Regions from separate parts of the Hordeum vulgare genome. Here region 1 is linked to region 2. Evidence: chromatin contacts called from public Hi-C data. All regions are on one chromosome and are shown on one strand. The core of a region is the stretch at or near the end of the contact, and the rest is flanking DNA. Distances in the headings are between cores, read along the strand shown. Region 1 holds the start of LOC123449481 (cell number regulator 13). Region 2 has its middle 9.4 kb from the start of LOC123449479.

Region 1 (2,862 bases), core at 156-2,655, 670 kb before region 2:
TTCCTAGTAGCAATCTACAAGTTTGTAGGCATACAACGTACATGAACAATGAATTTTTGTACTCAAATGAGAGAACGAAAACTCCTACAATAGAATCTTTTGGTTCACAGCAACTTCCTAGACAGTCGGCAGAGAACAAGACACCCCACCAGAGCACTCAGGAAAGCCACCAATTCAATCATATTCCACCAAATCTCAAAAGGCACATCACCTTTTGTCTAGACCAGTATGCATATCCCAGCAGAATGGAATCAATACATAACAAATCAACATCTGTTAAAAGCCTAGTACCAATCTAGGTGCCCAATAACACTATTATAGCAGAGCAGTACTAAACAAACAATTTGGTCTGGGGGAGGTGACTGATTACCGACCCGCACGCGGGCGTTGTCGACGAGCGTGATGAGCGGCACGAGGCGGAGGTAGTTGTCGATCTCGGTCTGCGCGGTGCGGAAGCGGTAGACGATGTTCCAGCCCATGGCGAGGAGGTAGAGGAAGGAGCGGTCCTGGCAGGAGTTGACGAGCAGGTAGCCGCGTCGGAGCGCGTCCTCGAGCTGCTCCAGCGGCTCCCGCGTCTCCGGGTACTTCTTGAGCTCCGACACCCGGAGCTGCTCCAGCAGGCCGCCGATGAGCTTGAGGTGCTGCGCGAAGCGGCGGCAGTTGCTCTTGTGCATCCGCGCCGTGGCCGCCGCCTTGACGATGAGGCTGATGAGGCGCACGGCGTCCAGCCCCGTGAGCTGCGCGATGTTGGCCAGGTCCCCCACGTTCGCCATCGCTGCGCCCCCGGCTTCTCCCTTCCCGCCGACAAATCACCGGGCTTTCTTGGTGCGGGGAAGCGGAATGCCGCCGGGCTGGTTAATCCGCGCGCGTGGCGAAGATCGGAGGGGCGAGGCGGACTGCGCTGCCCATCTGACGATGATCCGGCTGGAGACTCGGGGAAAGCAGACACTGTGCGGCGGCGGCGGGCGCAGATCTGCGAGATCGCTCACTCGCGCCGGCCCGGCAGCCCTCGTCGACTTGTCATGGTCGGTGGCCGTTCCCCCTTTTCGTCTGCTGCCGCAGCGTCTGCAAGGAAGGAGAGGAATTAATGAAGGAGATGGAGATTTCCGGGTGCGCCGCCCAATTTGCACCGGAAGTGCGGCCAAGAAAACCCGGAAAGAAAAGGTCGTCAATTCTTACTGCCTCTTTCTCCGGCTGCCTCCAGCGGGTAGGAGCGGCAGGGCTGCACGCTACGGCTACGCTATCTCCCTTGAACGGCGCGGCCGAGGGGATGGGACTGGAGTGGAGCGGAGGCAATGCCTGCTCTGCGCTGCGAGTGGCAAGTGGGAGAGGCGGCGGGCGTGGCGTGGGGAGGAGGAGGGGGAGGATGAGGGAGGGAGGGAGGGAGCCGCAGCGTGGCCTCTCTCCGTTGCTTGGGTGGTGGGCGGTGGCACGAGGAGAGGAGGCCCTGGCTGGCTGGTTTTTGGACGGGCTCGCTCGTTAACTCCACTCCGGGGCTCCGGCCAGCCAACTACTACCCGCGGGTGATTCAGAGCCAGAGTAGTGCCAGAGTCCGGGCCGGTGCGTACTGGCGGGCGCCGGGTGCTTCTTCTTCGTCGTCGTCGTCTGGGTTACCGTGAGACGTGCCGGTGCGGCACCGAGCCGGTCACGGGCAGGCGTTCGGTAGTAGCGCAGAAGCGGATAGTTTAACTCGTGCCTCGGAGCTTGTGCTGTGCGATGGCGCACTCTCAAGTAATGCGTCGCTGACAGTTGGGGGCGGCGGGAGGACTGAATGTGTGTGTACGGTGTGGATAGTACTGCTACAGGTTTGTGGACGGAATAAAACATGACCGGAGTGGAGGTATATGACCGGAGAGTGGAAAGGTTGCCGTGGCAGGACCGGCCAAAGCGCCCGTGAGGCGAGGTGAGGGTGAGCTGGTGGTTGGTATCATTGCTGCTTTGCTTTCGTTTCGTGGTTTCGTTCGGTGGTGGTGCACCGTTGCAGCCAGCCGAGGCGAGGCGCACTCGCAATTGTTTGTCCGCGGGTGCTGTGGAAGTGAAGTGCCACCGACCGGGGCCAGAGCATACCTGGTCAAACGGGCCGGCACGGCTCGGATCGCCGTAATCGTGCCAGGCACAGCCCGTCTAGGCCCGATTAATATACGGACCGTGCCGTGCCGGCCCGCGTGACAGCCTTCCAGGCCCAAACACGGCACGTGGTCTAATTGGGCCGGCCCGCGACACACTAAGGCACGCGACACGTTAATCTCCCTCATGAAAAAAACGAAAAAAAAATCCTAATCTCCCACAGTCCCGCGCCCCTCTCCCTCCGCCCGCCAGCTCTCCTAATCTCCAGCGCCCCCCTCCCTCCCGCACACGAGCTGGCCACCTCGAGCCCTGCGCGTCTGCCCCGCTCCCCCACATTGGTCGGCCACTCGGCTCCCGATGCGCTGACCGCCCCCTCTGCCAACGGTCGGCCCCATCTCCCACGCCCCCCTGGCCCCCTCCCGCCCGCCCCGCCTCGCTGAATGCCCTCTGGAATCCTGGATCGCTGGTCGCCCCACCTAATCGTGCCGTGCCGGGCTGGCACGCGGGCTCGGGGTGGCGGGCCGGGCCCGTCTCGTGCCTGGCCTGCGGGCAGCCGTGCCGGCCCGTCAGGCACGACCCGTTTGGCCAGGTATGGGCCATAGTTGCACAAGCGGGCGGGGGCGTGCACACACTTGCATGTATGGTGCGTCGGAGCCGCCCGAGGGAGTCGGAGTGGACGGACGGACGCGGTCATTGACCGGTCCGGAAAAAAAACAGGCATGCCAAACCGGCTCAAAGTCACGGTCCGGTCATTTAGGAGTCAAAAAACCTTATCTAGACGGACACTTCAAACGG
Region 2 (3,125 bases), core at 117-2,616:
ATCGCGACTCCACGTGTGATGTAGCAAAATGCGGTGCCGGTTATAGCAAATTTCGATACCGGTTGAAGCATGTAGTAAATTACGCCTTCAGCCATGGATGCAACTTCGTCGGCCATGTCCATTGCAGCTCCGGTCGCCATGGAGCAGTTGAGAGAGGGGAAATCGAGGGGAGGACACTGGTTCGGTGGTAGGCTTCGAGGATGGTCGTCGGAGAAGAAGAGGCGGGCTCGCTGAATTAGATCGTCGGGATAGGATCTTCCATGGCAACCGGAAGGTTGGGAAAAAGGAAGGAGAAGGACGCGGGGATGAGGAAAAAGATAACATGGTGTTGCCTTCCGATTTGGTTAGCTGTAGCCGCGAGCGAGTGAACGAGACCGATCGAAGCGTTCGGCCAACGCATCAGTCCCAAACATTTACCACAAAAAATACCAATCTAAAAAACTAAAAATGTACGCAGAAAAATAAAAATACTTTTTTAAAGGAAACACTTAAAACACCATCCATGACGATGGATGAGAACGCGCTCAAGTAACGAAACATGTGAATGATCGTTGGACCCTTGAGTACTCCTAACTAATTGCTTCTCTTCAGTAGTCGAATGAGCTAACTAGTTGCTTCCCTCCGGGACCTCCTATACGGTGCTGCACGCGGCCGTTTACACAGCTCATGCGTCCTGTTGCAGACCTTGAAAAAGTTTTGTGATTTTCGAAAAATAAAGTTCATCAATTTTGCAAAAAAAAACTTTTCAAGTGGGAAAACGGTTCATACATTTTTTTTAGAAGTTCATCGAATATGAAAACAATTCATTGAAATTTAAAAAAGTCCATCAAATTCGAAAAAAGTTTATTAAATTTTAGAAAAGTTTATCGAATTAAAAAAGAGTTCATTGATTATGAAAACAAAAACAAAGAAAACAAAGTTCATAGAATTAAAAATAGTTCATTGAATTTTAAAAAAGTTCATCAAGTTTGAAAAAAGTTCATCAAATTAGAAATAAAAAGATTATAGAACTGAAATTATTTTTTTAAGAATTTGAAAAAATAATCTGCACATTTCAGAAAACAAAGAAAAATACGGGGAAAATGAATAAAATGCCAAAAACTGTAGCGAAGCGAAAAACCAGGGAAAAGCGAACAAGATCAAACACATTGATCACAATGGCGTACTGGTTAGTGCGGTGAGGTTGTGGGTTCGAGATCCCCAACTTAACATTTTTTTAAAATGTTAATACAAAAAACGAAGTCGAACTGGGCCGGCCCAACAACGGAGCGGGGATGCGAGCTGCAGGCGCCGGTTAGTAAAATGGCCTATAACGGCTGCCTGCAGCGCCAAATAGGGTATGCCCTTCCCTTCAGTACTCTAGCCGTCCTTTTATAAAAGGGCCGTGCCATGGCAGGCTTTTTTAACGCTGGGCCGTGCCCCAGTTCTGTAAGGTCGAGGCATGGACTGAATGAACTGAACTCTTCTTTCCCCCTTCATTTCCGTTTTGTCTGACATCCTCCCTTCCGTGTTCGCCGAGCGGCAGCGCACACCAACTGTTCGACGGAATACCGCTCCACAGCGGGAAGCTTTGTCCATGGCGAGCGGGGCTGATCGCATCGCATCAGCGCCCTCCCAAACGGCATCCTCCACAATGTGCTCTGCTTACTTCCGGTTGAAGAGGTGGTGCGGACGTGCGTGCTCGCGTTGGAGCTTGTTGGTGTCCGTGTGAAAGACAGTGTTGTTGATTTTTCAGGCTGTACGGCACTGGTGGAGCTGAGTTTGGATGTTTGCGACACGCCGGCCCGAGCCCTCGCGTCGGTCGCAGCCCAGTCGTCAGATCCACGGACCGCACCGTTAGATCTTCCATGTAACAAAAATTCCTCGATCTAGCAAATTTAGGCCACAACGCAGCAAATTTCATCTATGGTTGCAACAAAAATATGATTGTAACAAAAAAATATCAACATGGTCGTAGTAAAAAAAGATGTTGATGATGCATGGTAGCAAAACAAAATGCTGGTTGTAGCAAAATAATTCAGTGAACTCGGGTTACAACTCTCACGAACGTGTCTGTAACTTTTTTAATAAACGAATGCAGCAAAAAAGATACCGGTTGTAGCAAAAATTAACACGGTTGTAACAAAAATCAAACGCCGATTGTAGCAAAAAAATTCAACGAATTCGAATTGCAACCAAACGTGGATTTAACTTTTTAATAGATAAATTATAGCAAAATAAGAAATGGTTGTAGCAAATTTAAACATGATTGCAGCAAATCTGGACGAAAAAATGTTGCAAGCCCCGGCCAGCCAGCCGTCTGGAAGCGTTTCCCTTTTGTCAAACAGCTGCTCTTTCCATCCTTGAAGCATCTGCGCATTACCCGCTGTTATACCTCTGAGCACACTCGCATCCTTATTTTTGTACCCAGTCTCGTTTCGCTCGAGTTGATCGAATACCAAGGAAGGGTTCGTTTACTTGGAAGCTTGCCACGGTTAGCAAGAGCTGTTGTTGTGCTTAATGATGATTGTAGTGATCGATGCCCAAAGGGTCGATTTGACAACTGTGGTGCTGATATCTGTGAAGATTGCTGGTATTATTATGGGGATCCTGAATATGGGCCTATTTATGACCGCAATAACAGCATCTTTCTCAAAGGCTTATCCGAAGCTAGGAGTTGTCGGCTAATTCTGAGTTGGTATGCTTGCAACTACTTCTTGATTCCTAATACTACGCTGTTTTTGCTTCATTATTTCTAGTGCAGCAACCACATCCATCGTCACACATCACAGTTGCGTTATGTATGACATACTTCACACATAGCCAGATTGCACTTTGTAGTTTGTACAACAATGGCCAAAAGGTTCTTATTTGATCGGGCTCTTTTGTGTTTTCCCTAGATTATTTTTGACAGGGATTTGAAGTGGTGCCCTACATTTACCAAGCTGAAGACTTTGTTACTCAATGGTTCGTGTTTGGCTGCCGACCACAATGCACTGATTTGTTTTCTCCAACACTCGCCGATTTTGGAGAAGCTTACTCTTCAACTTTCTAAGGTATATATTCTTAAGATGGATAGTTGCCTGTTATAAAAGTGACCATACAAGATACCTGATGGATCCTATTATTTTATCTTAGAGACCTTC

The links. A called contact is a pair of places that touch in the nucleus more often than the background predicts.
Region 1: a contact with region 2 is called in a Hi-C map of seedling, with 6 times the contacts expected there. The contact joins the promoter of LOC123449481 here to the enhancer-like site in region 2. A contact is called at or near these places in 1 of 6 Hi-C or Micro-C datasets (seedling) and 1 of 1 datasets of contacts at active chromatin or transcription factors (embryo).

The regions. Positions count from the first base shown.
Region 1 is chr4H:555,513,078-555,515,939 of MorexV3_pseudomolecules_assembly, reverse strand. It overlaps LOC123449481 (cell number regulator 13), which reads right to left and starts at 1,405. Exons shown (of 8, transcript XM_045126721.1): 1 at 1,180-1,405; 2 at 375-1,065. The coding sequence starts at 773.
Region 2 is chr4H:554,844,217-554,847,341 of MorexV3_pseudomolecules_assembly, reverse strand. No RefSeq gene overlaps it. Among protein-coding and RNA genes, the nearest start is that of LOC123449479, 9.4 kb to the left of the region's middle. Within about 2 kb of position 1,366, at least 3 of the 3 cell types and tissues checked have open chromatin away from gene starts, as enhancers often do. A contact at or near this core is called in seedling, where this site is marked.